Regions from separate parts of the Canis lupus genome. Here region 2 is linked to region 1. Evidence: chromatin contacts called from public Hi-C data. All regions are on one chromosome and are shown on one strand. Each heading gives the region's core, a stretch centred on a gene start, on an enhancer-like site or on the middle of the called end of the contact. The rest is flanking DNA. Distances are from core to core; before and after follow the strand shown.

What was found. A called contact is a pair of places that touch in the nucleus more often than the background predicts.
Region 2: a Hi-C map of blood shows a contact between it and region 1, with 3 times the contacts expected there. The contact joins the promoter of ZFAND5 here to the enhancer-like site in region 1. A contact is called at or near these places in 2 of 9 Hi-C or Micro-C datasets (blood and liver).

The regions. Positions count from the first base shown.
Region 1 is chr1:85,969,520-85,977,130 of UU_Cfam_GSD_1.0, reverse strand. No RefSeq gene overlaps it. Among named protein-coding and RNA genes, the nearest start is that of ZFAND5, 120 kb to the left of the region's middle. Within about 2 kb of position 2,225, at least 4 of the 20 cell types and tissues checked have an H3K27ac peak or open chromatin away from gene starts, as enhancers often do. A contact at or near this core is called in blood, where this site is marked.
Region 2 is chr1:86,087,431-86,094,780 of UU_Cfam_GSD_1.0, reverse strand. It overlaps ZFAND5 (AN1-type zinc finger protein 5), which reads right to left and starts at 1,259. Exons shown (of 6, transcript XM_038527078.1): 1 at 754-1,259. LOC106559434 (a long non-coding RNA gene) reads left to right here and starts at 1,876. Exons shown (of 6, transcript XR_005354173.1): 1 at 1,876-2,764.

The DNA.
Region 1 (7,611 bases), core at 976-3,475:
TTTCCTATTCTGACCCCCTCTAAGAATCTTATTTCTTCTTGGGACTCTTCTTCCCCTCAATAGTCTAAGAATCTCACTTAAAGATGGTGATGGTGGTGACCATCATGATGTGAGATCTGACTGCTATTGCCTCTTGCTATTTAACATCAGGGATGAAAATTGATCCTGTACAGTTTATAAATGCTACATCGCTGCTGGGATGGTCTGGATTCTCTATAACTTTGGCCTCATTCTGGGGAGTTGGATAAAAGGGTTCTATTCCTAATTCCAATATGTGTGTGAGGGGTTTCCCCACGCTACTAAATAATTCTCTGAAGTCAGCTGGGTGTTTTACAGTTTAACTCAATTTTAACACTATCTACCCAGATAATACATCAGATTACTTGTGGGAAAAGCTCAGCCCCACAAGACTGCTCCTCCTCCACCGCACTCCTCCTCCACTGCAGACACCAGATGCAAGTCCAGGTTGTCACTTGTACTTCTGACTGGCTATAGATTGGATGTATCCACATCCCCCTCCTTGGGTTCCAGTGATTTGCTTGAGCAGCTCACAGAACTCAGAGAAACATTTTACTTACTAGATTATTGGTTTATTGTAAAAGGTTATAACTCAGGAACATCCAGCTGGAAGAAATGCATAGGGCAAGGTATGGGGAAAGGGTGCAAATCTTCCATGTTCTCTCTGAAGGCACCACTCTCCTCAAAAATCCAAATGTTCACCACCCAGATAGATCTCCCAGGTAGCCCTTTGGGTTTTAATGGAGGCTTCATTCCATAGAATTGCTAGGTTAAATCATTGGCCTTCAGCGACTGATTCAGTTTCTAATTCCTTCAAGCCCTTGGAGGTCAGTGAGGTGGGCCTGAAATATCCCACCCTCCAATTATGGGGTTTGTTGCCCTGGGGACCAAACTTCATTTTTTGGCGACCTTGGGGCATTCTCAGAGTTGCCTCATTAACATAACAAAAGATACCTGGTGTCCCTCACCATTTAGGAAATTCCAAGGGCTTTAGAATTTCTGTACTAGAAATGGGAAATATCAAAACATTATATGGTCTCATTCATTTGGGGAATATAAATAATAGTGAAAGAGAATAGAAGGGAAGGGAGAAGAAATGGGTAGGAAATATCAGAAAGGGAGACGGAACATGAAGACTCCTAACTCTGGGAAACGAACTAGGGGTGGTGGAAGGGGAGGAGGGCGGGGGTGTGGGGGTGAATGGGTGATGGGCACTGAGGTGGGCACTTGACAGGATGAGCATTGGGTGTTATTCTGTATGTTGGCAAATTGAACACCAATAAAAAATAAATTTATTATTAAAAATATATATATTCCATTCTAAATCACAATATCATATAGAGGAATGGCACATTTTAGTTCACAATTTCATGCTCAGTGACTGTTCTCCAAAGTATAACTGCCGTATTCAGGAGCCTAGGTTGGGCTGGAATCCTTGCGGGGATAAGGCCACCTCCATCCCAAGGAAAACTTCTGTTTGCCAGGATTTGGGTAGATTTACTCAGCTACTAGGACAAAATCAAATGCCATATACTCTTCCCCTAAGACAAAAGTTGGTATGTGCTTTGCAGGGTTTTTGATCTGGGAGGGTAGTTAACGTCAGGGTAAAAGGGTGTGACCTTGAAGGTCAAAGAGGATCAAACAAATAAAAAACTGCAACCAGCTTTACCTCACATAACTGCGATGCAATATCTGGAAGCATTTAGAGTAGAAGATAATACATATACATTTAGGGCAACTGGCCTTCTATAGTTCTCAAATGCCATTTTGATCTGACCTGTAATATCAAAGTGTAACCATACAAAATAAATAATTCAATCACTGGAGATTCACAAACTGTATAATGAATAATATTTTAGATACATTTTCTAGGAAATTACCTTACTACTTTTTCCACATTCAGTCATCTGAAATATCTGACCTTTGTCCAATGCTTTGTTCAGAGCCAAGCCGAGCCACCGTGACATTGGGAGACCAGAGAATTCAAAGCAGAGCGGTCAATAGCCTCTCCCTAATTTGGAAACTGTACACACTCTACTCTTTCTGACCTATGGAGTTATAAAAATTCCGCAAACTATTTTTATCTTCAATGAAATCTTATTGGTGTAACCGGCATTAAAATGAGTGCTTGAATTTAAAACCTTGGTGTAGGCAGTATGTTGCATCATTGTCAAACCTGACTTGTAGCACAGCTGCAGAAGGAAATTGCTCAACCAAAGCCGACCATCAGAAAAAGGGAGGTTCCTGTAATAACTATATTATGTCAATCAGATGTGCCAAGTAAAAGAGAATTGGGTTTCACTACATAAAGAAAAACAAATGTGTTTCCTACCATTTAATTTTTCAATGACTATCTAGTTCAAATTCCAGCCATGTTTTATGGGCAGCATTTTTATCAATACTCACTCTATCAGTTTGAATTGAGTGATCTTGGATTTCCCCAAAGCTTCAAATGCCAATAACTAAAGTATTTCTTATAATGATAGTTGCTGTCATGAGGGAGTCATCTCTGATTCAAGTCTGAGTTTTGGGTTCTTTGGTGCCATGAACTTAGATGACACTCTTCTTCCTCTTCCCTAGTAGTATATCTTTGTAATTACAGATCCCAAAAGGGTATTGAGAAACTTCCTGAAAGAAAAAAATAAACAACGTAAGTGTAGTTCTCAATTGCTGGTCAGATTTCATGGGTCTGGTGGATTTGAGGTCAGAGTTTGGAGTGTGCCTGTGTTGGAGATGCGACCACAAGGTGGCAAGTTTTATGAAAGCAGGCGGAGTCCCTGATAAGGAATTCACTATAAGGAAAATGTTCTGCTGAACAAGTCAAACTCAGGCGCAGGCCAAAGGTTGGAAGGTCCACGGGAGTGAAAGAGGTGTTAAAGTGTAGCAGCTGATACTATAAATCAGTTCTAGAGAAAACCACCCTGTGCGTCAGTTGAAGGAGAAAGAAAAGAAAAAAACACCTGCCCTACCATCCTTGTGACCCTAAGCCTGAGGTCCCTGCTGTTCTTCACTTCTGCCCATTACCACCCAGTATTTCTGAGTCCCCAACAAGGGCATAACAAACAGGACATATTATTTCACCTGCCACTCTCTTACTGGCTGTGGACAATCTCAAGGTGACAAAAAAACATGAGATGAGCACAGTCTGCAGAATTCCAGGTGAGTGGCCAACAGTGTGGCCAACGTGGGGGATCACTGTGCAATGACCAGGAGTGACTTCTAAGACCCTCCTGAGAGATTCTGGCCCACCAGACAATGTGGGGAGAAAGGAATACTCTGAACGGGTCTGAAATTCCTTCCCCAGCATGTCCAAGTGTAACTGACCATGTGAAATTCTTTGTATCTATAAGCTAAAAAAGCCATGAGACATTTGGATGAATGCTATTCATGATCATTTTATCAGTAGTTTTATAAAATCTTGGAAGGACAGGTCTGGATAACCAAGATCTGACTCAAATTTAATTTTAGCTCATGCCTCCATTCCAAATTATGCAGTAGCATGAGTGTAACACACGCAACACACTGATTCTATAACTTTTGGACAGCTCTCTTCTTTAGTGAAATAAGATTTTTCCATGGATTGTGTTCTTTTGCTAGCCATCATGGCAGTGTACAATAAAGCCAGGTGAATACTTATAAGAGAGACTATACCCAGTAGAAAAAGCTAGGACATTTGATGTGAGGCAAAAATACAGTGCAAGGAAATTATACATAGGCATTGTAAGAAGATAATTTTAAATAAAAATTATAGCTATTGTCTACTTAGCTATATAGCATATGTCTACTTAGTATTCCATAGCAATGCAACAGTTAACATTGATCAGACATCTACCACATGCCTGAAACTGTGCTAGGGCCTAAGATACTAAGATAATTAAGACATAGACTCTGCCATAAAGGATTCCCCAACTTAAAAGGGAACAAATAGCTACAGTAAATAACATAATAGTGGGCACCTGGCTGACTCAGTGGTAGAGCGTGTGACTCTTAATCTTGGGGTCGTGAGTTTGAGCTCCACATTGAGGAAAGAGAGATGAAAAATAATAAAATCTAAAATAATAATGTGATGGCAATACTGTGTGATACTGAGGAAAGAGGGAGTGATTGCATTTAGTAAAGTGGTTTGAGACAGCTTCTCAAAGAAGGACTCTCTTGGTCTGGATTTGGAAGGTGAGTCGGGTAAGGAAGGAATATTTCAGTTAGGGGAAACTGCGTATAAAAGCAAAGATGCATAGACAGATTTCTTTAGTCCCCAAATGGAAATCTTGCAGTTTTCCCATGGGCTATTCAGAAAGCCCTGAAGCTAGTACGACAAGAATTTTGGGGAATGCTAAGGGTTAAGCTTAGAGACATGAACTTCAGTCACATCACAGAGAGCTATGGTAAGGCAGCTAAATTTTATATTGTGGATGATGGGGACTGTTGGGTGTTTAAGCAAAGAAGTAAAGAATCTGTTAAACATTCAGATTCATGAATTAAAAATTAAAAATAGAGCTACTAGGCACCCTTATAAGTGACTCCTCTTTCCCATGTCAGCCCCACTTCCTTGAGGAGCCCTTTCTCATATGCTCATTTGGATGGTACATGACCATCTGTTCTAAGATTTGTCATCATCTTAGCCCTTTGCCATCATAGGTGTTGATTGCTGAAAAATAGATTTCATTTCACGAGTCTATTCTTTTATCATATTGCTATAATGATTTGTGCCAAGATAAAAATGTTTTGAAGTTGAGAACTTATGCGTAGATTCTCATTTCTAAGACCATTTGTGTGTGTGTGTGTGTGTGTGTGTGTGACAGTGGGAATGTGTCTTGCCAGGAAAATTAAGTGGTTCATTATTTGTGTTGGTAAATGTGATCTCCTGTTTTGTCATATACGATGAGGACTACTTGAATGGGGGAGAGTTTTAGAGCTTTCCATTATAGGAGGAAGATTCTAGATCTGAGTGAGTTTACTGTGACATGTGGGAATCCATAGCCCATTTTGGTTTTAGTATATTTTTAAACATTCTAAATTCAGGAAACAATGTTAAAGACTATGTTTTTGAAGAAGACATAGCTTGCTTTATATTTAAGACACTGAATAGCAGAAATAAGTGGGTACTTGTTGTAAATTAGCCTAGAATCACAAATTCCTAAGCTAATTTAGAATGTTTCTGATTTAGAGAAAAGTAAGCTTATAAAGCATGTTACATTCACTAACATTTTTTTATCCTGACCACAGTTTGAATAGTTATGTAGGAATTTTTGCTAGCATTGTGAACAACTCAAGACTTCAAAATACCTGTCGTGGGCAGTTTGTATTCACTATTGTAAATAATATATCCATATTTTCTGAACACTCCTCACATCTAATGATGCTCATACCCTTAATCAGATCCCCTTGGGGCCTTTAGAACTCGTTTGGTTCCACATTTAATTCAACAAACATTCATTCTGCACCTACCCTGTGCAAGGCACCGAGGCATATGTAAAGAGTATGCTTGTCAGCCCTGGTTTTATTATTCTGACTGTATAGGTTTTAGTTGCTTAATGTGTAAGTCCAGAGACTTCTCTTCTGAGAGAAAAGCTTATTATTTTTTTCTCATCCTCTTCCTTCCTTTTCAACTCCCTGCACCATCTTCTAACAAATTCTAGAATTCTAATCCCATAGCAGAAAATTGCAAATCACTTTCATTGAGAACAGCTGGAAGCCAGAAGTAACTAGAGGACAGGAACAGGGATATAAGGAAAGATGAATGGTAGTCTAGTTTAGTGGCTAAGAACTCTGGTTCAGGTTCACTCTGGCTCAGACTTGGGTTCAAATCCTTCCCTTACATGATTGCTTCATCAGCACATACACAAATCCTTCCCTTATCAGTCACTAGTTGTGTGACTTTGGAGGAAGTTAAAACGTCAAGAAACCTCCATTTCCTTAGCCGTAAGATAAGGATATTACTAATATCCATCTCATAAAGTGGTTTTAATGCATATAAAACTCAGCATATTGTTATCATCCTATCAATGTTGGGGATTGCTATATAGAAATGAATAAAGATCTTTTTAGTAAAACTTGGGAAGAGGTAAAGAAAGTTGATGAAGCAACCTCTGCCTTCACACCACATTCTTTCCTTTTTAGGATGATGAGAACTCAGTTGTGTTTCAGAAGGTCCTTGGGCCAGAATAATTTCTGGAAAGAGCCCATGACATATTAACAGAAGGTTTACAAAATGACTTTTTATTGTGCAAGAATGGGCTAGTGAATGGAGAGCCTTTTGAGCATCTACCCTTGAATCTTAAAATCCGTAGGGTGCCCGGGTGGGTCAGTCATTTAAGTGTCTGCCTTCCTTTTAGGTCATGATCTCAGAGTCCTGGGATCGAGCCTCATGTTGGACAACTTGCTCAGCGAGGAGCCTGATTCTTCCTCTGCTCCTTTCCCCACTGTGCTCTCTCTCTCTCTCTTAAATTAATTAATGAAATAAATTAATTCTTGTCTCTCTTAAATAAACAAATAAAATCTTAAAAAAAATCTTAAAAATCCCCCAAATCACAGTATAAACTGAGATGATGGGAGTTAAAACTCTAAGTAGTAAAAATCAGAAAAGACCAAACACATTCAAACAATGTCATTTATCAGCATGAAAGCTATTTGCAATAAAGCCAATAATGTTATAGCAATCTTATAATTATAATCTTACAGTTTATATGATCTAAATTTAAAATAGTAGTTTATATTTTTCTTATTGATACTTAGAGAAAATGGTCTTCTGGAAAGTTCAGAGTGAGCGAAAAATGAAAAAGGGAAATTATTTATATTCAGTCATATTATCTAAGATTCCAAATGACATCAATAATTTATTTCATGTGCCATTTTTATTTTAGATATGGTTTAAATAATCTCTGAAAGCTTAGAGTTGCTCATTAGCTCATGTTCCTTATAGATATGTTTCTTCAATAAGACCTTAATTTCCTCCTTTTACTAGATTTTTTTAAAATGATTTTATTTATTAATGAGAGACACAAAGAGAGAGGCAGAGAGACACAGACAGAGGGAGAAACAGACTTCCTGTGGGCAGACACTGAACCATTGAGCCACCCAGGCACCCCTACTAGATTCCTTTTGTGAAGGAAGCTTAAAGAAATTAATTCTTGTCTGGTGTGGATGTGGGCACTGTGCTTTCTGTAGGAGATCCTATCATGTATATTTGAGTACATTTCCCAAATATTCAGTAGGCGTGAGTGGCCTCATCATGAACGGATATGAATGCCCTGTGATCACTTGAAAACCATACCTATAAATTCCTGATGGCTAAGTAAATAAACAGCAGGTACAAAGAAGCTGTGTACAAAACAAAACAAAGCATTCACTTCCTTATTTATTTATTTATTTATTTATTTATTTATTTATTTATTTATGATTTACCTATTTATGATAGACATAGAGAGAGAGAGAGACAGAGACACAGGAGGAGGGAGAAGCAGGCCCATGCCGGGAGCCTGACGTGGGACTCCATCCCGGGACTCCAGGATCACGCCCTGGGCCAAAGGCAGACGCTAAACTGCTGAGCCACCCAGGGATCCCCCCCATGTTTATTTAATCTGCTTGAAATTAAAC
Region 2 (7,350 bases), core at 10-2,509, 120 kb before region 1:
TGCGTGGAAAGCGAGCAAGAATTTCACGTTCACCAGCCTAAATGCACGAAACAAAGGGGAAGGTGCTCCATTTCCTTCATGGAAGGGATCTCGGGCGAAAAACGCAGCGACGCTGGCAAAACTAAAACCACGACGACAGAAGATCCCCCCAGCCACGTTCCAGCGGATTTCCGAACAAGCCCCGGACCCCATCGGTCCCCCCATGCCCCTCTCTAAGCCGAGGCCTGGCTCGGGAGAGCCCAGCAGCAGGGCCTCCTCCAAAAACCACTGAGTCATGCAGAACAGCAGCTCCGCAGGCCGGGTCGGGCCCGCGCCGACCCCCGGCTCCGACCGGCTCGGACCGGCTCCTCGGAGGCGGCGGCGGCGACCTGGGGGGCGGGGGGGAGGGGGTGCGGCGAGCAGGGGGCCGGGGGCGCGGCCGCCGCCGCGGTCCCTTTGTCTCTCCGGGTCCGGCTGCCCACGCCGGGCGCCGCGCCGAAGGCGGCCGGGGCGGCCGCGGAGGAGGCCCGGAGCCCACACGCCGGGCATTGTTCTCCGGCCGGAGCGGGAGCCGGTGCGGGCGGGCCGGGGGCGCCGGACCTCGGGCCACGACGGCAGGATGACGCCTCCGTCTTTGTGCTCCCTGAGCCGGCCGGCTGGCCCCCCGCCCCCGGAGGCTCCGCCAGGGGCCCGCGGCCGCCCGGTGCCCCCCACTCCCACCCCCCGGCCCGGCACGAGCCGCCGGGCGCCCTCCCCCCGCCCCGCACCACTCACCCTGCGGGGGCAGGAGCGCAGGAGCCGGGCTCGCGCGACGCCGGCGCGGTGGGGCCGGGCCCAGGCCTCCGGGAGGGACGAGCCGGGCGCCCCGGAGCGGCCGCCGCGGGCCGGGAGCGGGGCGGAGGCGGAGGTGGCGCTGCCGCTGCCGCTGCCGCTGCCGCTGCCGCCGCGGGGTCCTCCTTTGTTCCTGCAGTAGCACCGAGCGTGGCCGGGACACGCCGGAGCTCGGGAAGTGGGAGGAGGGAAGCGAGGGGGGGCAGCGGAGGCGGCGGAGGGGGGACCGGAGGCCGCGGCGGCTATCGCTGCTCGCCGGCACTCGCCCGTCGTCGCCTCACGCCTCCGCCGGCGGCGGGTTGGGCCGACTCCGAGGGAGAGCGGGACGCGCGGGGGCAGGCCTGGGCGCCGCGAGGGCCCGCTGGTGGTGCTCTCCGTCGCCTCGGCTACGGCCGCGGAAGTTGCGTGGCTCCCGGGAGCGGGCGAGCCTCAAGTCCAGGTGCACCCGGGTCCCGCGCTCCGGCCGACTGACGCGCTCTCCCCGCCGGGCTCTCGGGCAGTGAGGGGAAGAGGGAGGGGGGCGGGGCCTGTGCGTCAGCGAAACCCCCGACGGCGGCGACGGGGAGCGCGGTGACGTCGCGGGCCCGACGCCCCGCCCCCCGGGCCCCGGGCCCAGTCCAGCCCGGCCCCCGCCGCCCGTCGCGCGGAGCCGAGTCACTGCGGGGCCGCCGGCCCCCGGGGTGGAGCTGCGAGGAGCGAGTCCTGTGGAGAACGCGTTTCTATTTTTAACCCGATTGTCCGCCCTCAGCCTTCCTCCTTCCGATTTTCTCGCTCAAGCCCGCTTCTCGCCATCTGAGTTCTCACGCTTTGTCTCGAGCCCTTGGCCGACATTTCCTTTTCCTCCTCACTCCCCTAACCGCCGCCCGCCCCCTCCCCCTCCCCGCCCCCGCCCCCGCCCCCGCCCCGGAGTGAGTGGGAGAGGTTTGCCTGGAGAAAAGGAAAAGAGCTCCTCTCCTCTCGCCAGCTTTCGAGGCCTCCCCGGCCCCGTTGCCCTGAAGCCCCTTCGGGCGCTCGAGGGTCCCCCCCGCCCCGCGCGCCGGAGGCCCGGTCGCCGCCGGGCAGCCGCGGGGCAGGCGGCGCTCGTGGCCCGCCCAAGGTCACGGGTGGTGGTGCCGAGTCAGGAAGCGCTCGGCCGACTGGCTGCCAGGCGGCTGGCCCGGGCGGCCCCGGCGTGGTTGTTCGGAACAAACTGTTTTGGCCAGCCTGTAAAATCCCTGGAAATCGACTATTCCAGCAAAGCGTCGTGAACTAGGAAAGCACCCAATGTTCTGCTCAAGACATTTGGAGCTGCGGGACAAACAAGCTAGACCTGAGGCAGAGCCCAGGACCGGGGCACAGTTGCAGGAGGAAGTTCAACGGCCGGGAGGGATCAGGCCGTGGAGGAGTGAGGCGCAGGCCGGCCCGGGGCTCCTTCCGCAGCAGCAGCAGCAGCAGCAGCAAAACACCCTCCTCACAGCTGATCCCTCCCGGGGACTTCAGCTCAAAAGAACAGAGTTACTAAGACAGAAAGTGCTTCTGAACTTTGGTCGTCAGCAGTGGCCCTACTGAAAAGTACAAGTGATGTTTAAGGGCTTACAGGAGCCGCCGTTAGAACGGAGCGACACAGGTCCCTTCTGTGTTTCCCCAGACTTGCTGACCAGAGAAATCACCTGGAGTGATTATTTTGAAAGATTCCCAGGCGGCTCCCCTGCTCCGCTGCAGGTGCTTTTGGTCGGTCTGGGGTGGAGCTCAGGAACCTGTTTTATTTTTTTTTATTTTTTTTAAGATTTTATTTATTCATGAGAGGCCCAGGGAGGCAGAGACACAAGCAGAGGGAGAAGCAGGCTCCATGCAGGGAGCCTGACGTGGGACTCGATCCCGGGACCCCCGGATCACGCCCCGAGCCAAAGGCAGACACTCAGCCGCAGAACCACCGAGGTGCCCCAGGAACCTGTATTTTTAAGTAGTTCTCCAGGTAGTTCTTTTGTGTGTGTGTGTGTGAGATTTGGGGAGAATGCTGTCCTGGTGCCCGGTGCCAAAATTTCCAAATCTGTGCCACAGTAAGGAGAATACGGAGAACATAACTGAGCCTTCCCTTTATGATTTAGGGTTATTGCTGTGGCCAATTAACGTGTTAGAGATGGAGGTGGTTTCAGTCACAGGTCCCCTAATCATTGGACTTTATTTCCTCGAGTGAGTGAAGAAATTAGTAAAAACATAGCAGCTACCATTTAAAAACTGTTTTTCAGTGCTGAGTTTTCTCTGTTTAGGGTCTCATTTAATCTTCACAGGAAGTCACTGAGATAGGTACTGTTGTATCCATTTTTACAGATGATGACTAAAAGGAATGAGTGACCTGCTTGAGGAGCTGAGGGACAGGGAGGTGATTTTTACTGAGAACAAAAATAACTCCGAGATTTCTGTCTCGTACACCGCACCCCCCACCTCAAATTTTATTTTATTTTATTTTTTTTTTAAGATTTTATTTATTTATTCATGATAGTCACAGAGAGAGAGAGAGGCAGAGACATAGGCAGAGGGAGAAGCAGGCTCCATGCACCGGGAGCCCGATGTGGGATTCGATCCGGGGTCTCCAGGATCGCGCCCTGGGCCAAAGGCAGGCGCCAAACCGCTGCGCCACCCAGGGATCCCTCAAATTTTAGTTATAAAAAAATGAAACAAGAAAATTCCTGAAGAAGCATATTTGGTGGGGAAAAACCCCTACCAACCAAAGAGTAATAAAGCAAGCTGATTAATTTTTTAATAATGTATTGCATAATCTATGTTATGTAGCCCTTTCTGCTAATTCATCCTCTCCACCAACCATTTATAATTTTCTCTAAAGAGACTATTTCAACCAAGAATGTGGCTGGTATTGAACCTAATTTTAGCAAGATTCCCCTCCAGCAACTGCCATACTTGTTCTCAAAGTGTGATCCCCGGACCAGCAGCATCAGCAACATCTGGGCACCTGTGAGAAATACAAATTCTCAGGCTCGCACACCAGACCTATAGAATCACACTCTGTGGGGTTGTCTAGTGATCTGTGTTTTAAGTCCTCCATGGGATTCTGATGCACACTCAAGTTTGAGAACCACTTACTCCTACTATACTGCCAGTTGATTTATCTTTTTGATGTTCATACTGTGTGAAGGGAAAGGGCTGAAAAAAAAACCACTTTTTCTCATCTTACTGGTGTAACAGATTAGGGAATACGCTTCTAAGGAGTTTTGTTGCTGCCATTCTAAATTTTCAGATGGACTTCTAAAGATAAACTATAAAACTCAAAATATTTAATAGAATGCTCTTAATATAAGTATGCAAAAGGGCTGTCATTCTGTGGTTATCAGAGAAAGCTTGAAACCAGCCTCTGGCAACAAGATATCAGGGAAAATGGGCATTCTGAAAATGTGGTGTAATCAGTTAACTGTTCAACAATACCTTTTTTTGTAGAATTTCATTACATAGGACATACCAAGGTGACTGATACCTGTCCATTCCTAAGGACTTGCTGAAATTATTTATTTATTTATTTCCATGAAAGTGTTTTTGCACACTTACTACATTCTAGGCACCCAGTCAGTGGGTGCCGAAATATAACAGGTAGGAAAAAAAAAAAGATCTTAGCCTTGTTCTCTTGGACCTTACCGTCATGTTGGGGAGAAGGACATTAACAATATTATCATATAAGTACATAATTATGAACAGGTAAATATTTTGAAAGACAGATATAGTATGTTGTGGGAGCATGTAACAATGACAATGGACACTGAAAATTCGCCCAAGCTGAATTTCATCACTACTCATCCCCATTGCCGGTGAAGCCAGGCTTATTTCCTTAAAGTAGTAAACCATAGTAAACTGGTATGCCCTATGAGAACGTTGAAACACTTTGTATTCTGCTTAAGAATCCAGGTAAAGTTATTGCAGTTTTGCTTACTTTTTTTTTTTTTTTGTAATCTAGGCATGGGCTAAAAAAGAGAATTGATTGGAGAAGAGCAAATGTAATTTTCAGTTTCTTAAAAAGTAGAAAATGATATCTCTTAAAAATAGCGATCAAAGTTATTAGTCCTAAAATATAGAAGACTTGGAGTTATTTTACCTTGACATGTAACTTCCCATTATGGAGACAGGAATTGGTTCTTTGGCATTATTATAATACCCTGTCACGGGTAACTACATTTTCTCTCTGTGCTTGAGTAGAGCTTGGTGAAACACAAAGTCTTTGCTACGGTTTTAAAAACTGGTGCGTATTATTTGATGTTCACATAGTGGACTTCCTTCCTTTGTTTCCTAAGCCCTTTCCAAAATCTCAAAGATCAAGGTAGAGAGACTCAATTGTATTTTTATTATTTTCAAAATGATTAGTTGAAAGGATTGCAATATTTAGAGCAAATCAACTAATTAAAAATTTCAGAGTATAACAGATTATTTAATTATGATTTTTTTCTTCTTTAATCATTGATAATGAAGTCATAATTAAAATATCAGTGAATTCAATAATAGATGGGGTTTCAACCCAGCTCAACTAATGGTTGATAATTTTTTCCCTTAAGGAATAGATAAAGCAAGTAGCAATTTAATTATTGTGAAGGACTTTTGGTAATTTTAAAATCCTACTTATTTTCAATGAAAACAACTTGATCAAAGAATCTTCAAGTAAATAGCATGGATATCTTACCTGATTAGAGGAGACTTTCAGACGCAATTCAGATACTATCAGCATAGCCATAAACAATTTTTAAGACAATTTAAATAAACAAAAGCTTTTATCATTTATGTAAATCGAGAACTGAAGGTGAAAGAAATTGATGAATTAATAGATATATATAAAATATACATATATATTTTACTGTAATTGATGAATTAATAGATATATATAAAATATACATATATATTTTACTGTAGATATCACCTTTTAAGACACATGTAAGGTACTTTGGACTCAAAAACTTCAAGAAATCTTTGTGACTGAACAAACTAGGGATGAATGTTAAGTATGAATCTCAGTAGTTAGCTCCAGGATTGGCTCTGAGACAACGCTTTGAAGTATATTGTAACTTGGGCTCATGGGTGGTAGGTGGACCAGAAAGTCAGGAACCAGGTGAGTAATTCAGTGAGAGCCCAGCAACTAGGATGTATAAAGTTCTGGCATTGGGCAGTTGGAACTAAGGTCTTAGATATCACACAACAGAAGAAGATCTCAGAAAACAGTCAGATACCATCAGGGAGGTCAGGATTCAGTCAGAAGATCAACAAGAGAAGTGGGTAGGGTAGGCCCTTGTCCTGGAGGAATGCAAGTTCAAGGAAGAGAGCCAAGGCAAGTGTCTTATGTTTACGTAATGTTTTTCCATTTACAATGTGTGTTCAAATGCATTAATTTGATAAATTCTCACAACAGCCCATTGATCTCGATATTCTCGAGTCTCCTTTTGCAAAGAAATTCACTGAGGCTCAGGGCAAAGTCATATGTCCTGTCTAATGTCATGTACCTAATAACAGTCAAAGCTGGGATTTCAATCCTAGCCTCTGTCTTCTGGTTCAGTATTCTGTGGCCTCTCTAGGAGTATTTCCTTTTTAAATTTGTGTCATAATCATATTTCCCACTAAAATGTAAAGCACCCTTTTACATCTTGTACATCACTCATCTCAGAATTGTGACCATAATAGAAACTTTGATTAGATAGTGTCTTCCTACCTAATAGGCAACTCCTTCCAAATCTGTTTGGTTCTGTCTTCTCTAACTGATTTCTAAATGTGACATGCCTTAAGTCTACTTGAGCACTCTTTGTCCCTCTATTGGACATACTCAGAGTGGTTTCACTCACTTCCATAGATTTAAATGTTATCTGTACTCACTCCTTGGCTTACAAATGCTTGATTTATGAATTTTTTATTTACAAAGATATTAATATCTATTTTAAAATTTTATATATAAACACTTCTCAATCTAACTCAGGATGTTTCTTTTTCCAAAATAAAGGTATGCTATGTCATCAGAAGAGAAATTCATAGCTAGTCACTACTATTGTTGAGTCGTGAATAAATGGGAGGATCTAGGGATAGAGAGGGGTTTATATTTATTCCTGTGGACTCCAAAGTGGCCAAGATAAAGTTAGAACCTTGGAATCCCAGAACAGGTGCTTTTGTTAATGGTATATGTCTGATCTAAGGTCTTCTGTACTGTAATTTACAACATCGTGACCAGCTTTAAGTGTGAAACATACAAATATAGAGAGAAAAATCTTACTTTTTATTGAGAAATTAAAAGTGATGGAACAAGTGGAAGCAAGAAAGAGAAATAAAAAAAAAACCTGTTAGGTTTGTCCATTAACTGATTGAAAAATATAAAACTGTAATTCTTAACAACACACTATCACTGAAATGTATCTAAGCCTACACCCAGGTTTGAGGACTTCTTGAAGCTTCTGATGCTAGATGGAACACTGCTTTGAGCTTCCTAATTATATAGCAGAAGGTAATGTCTTTGCTCATTAGCAAAGACAAAATGTCTTTGCTCAACCTCAAGAAGGCTATTGAAGAGGGAGCTTGGGGGACAAA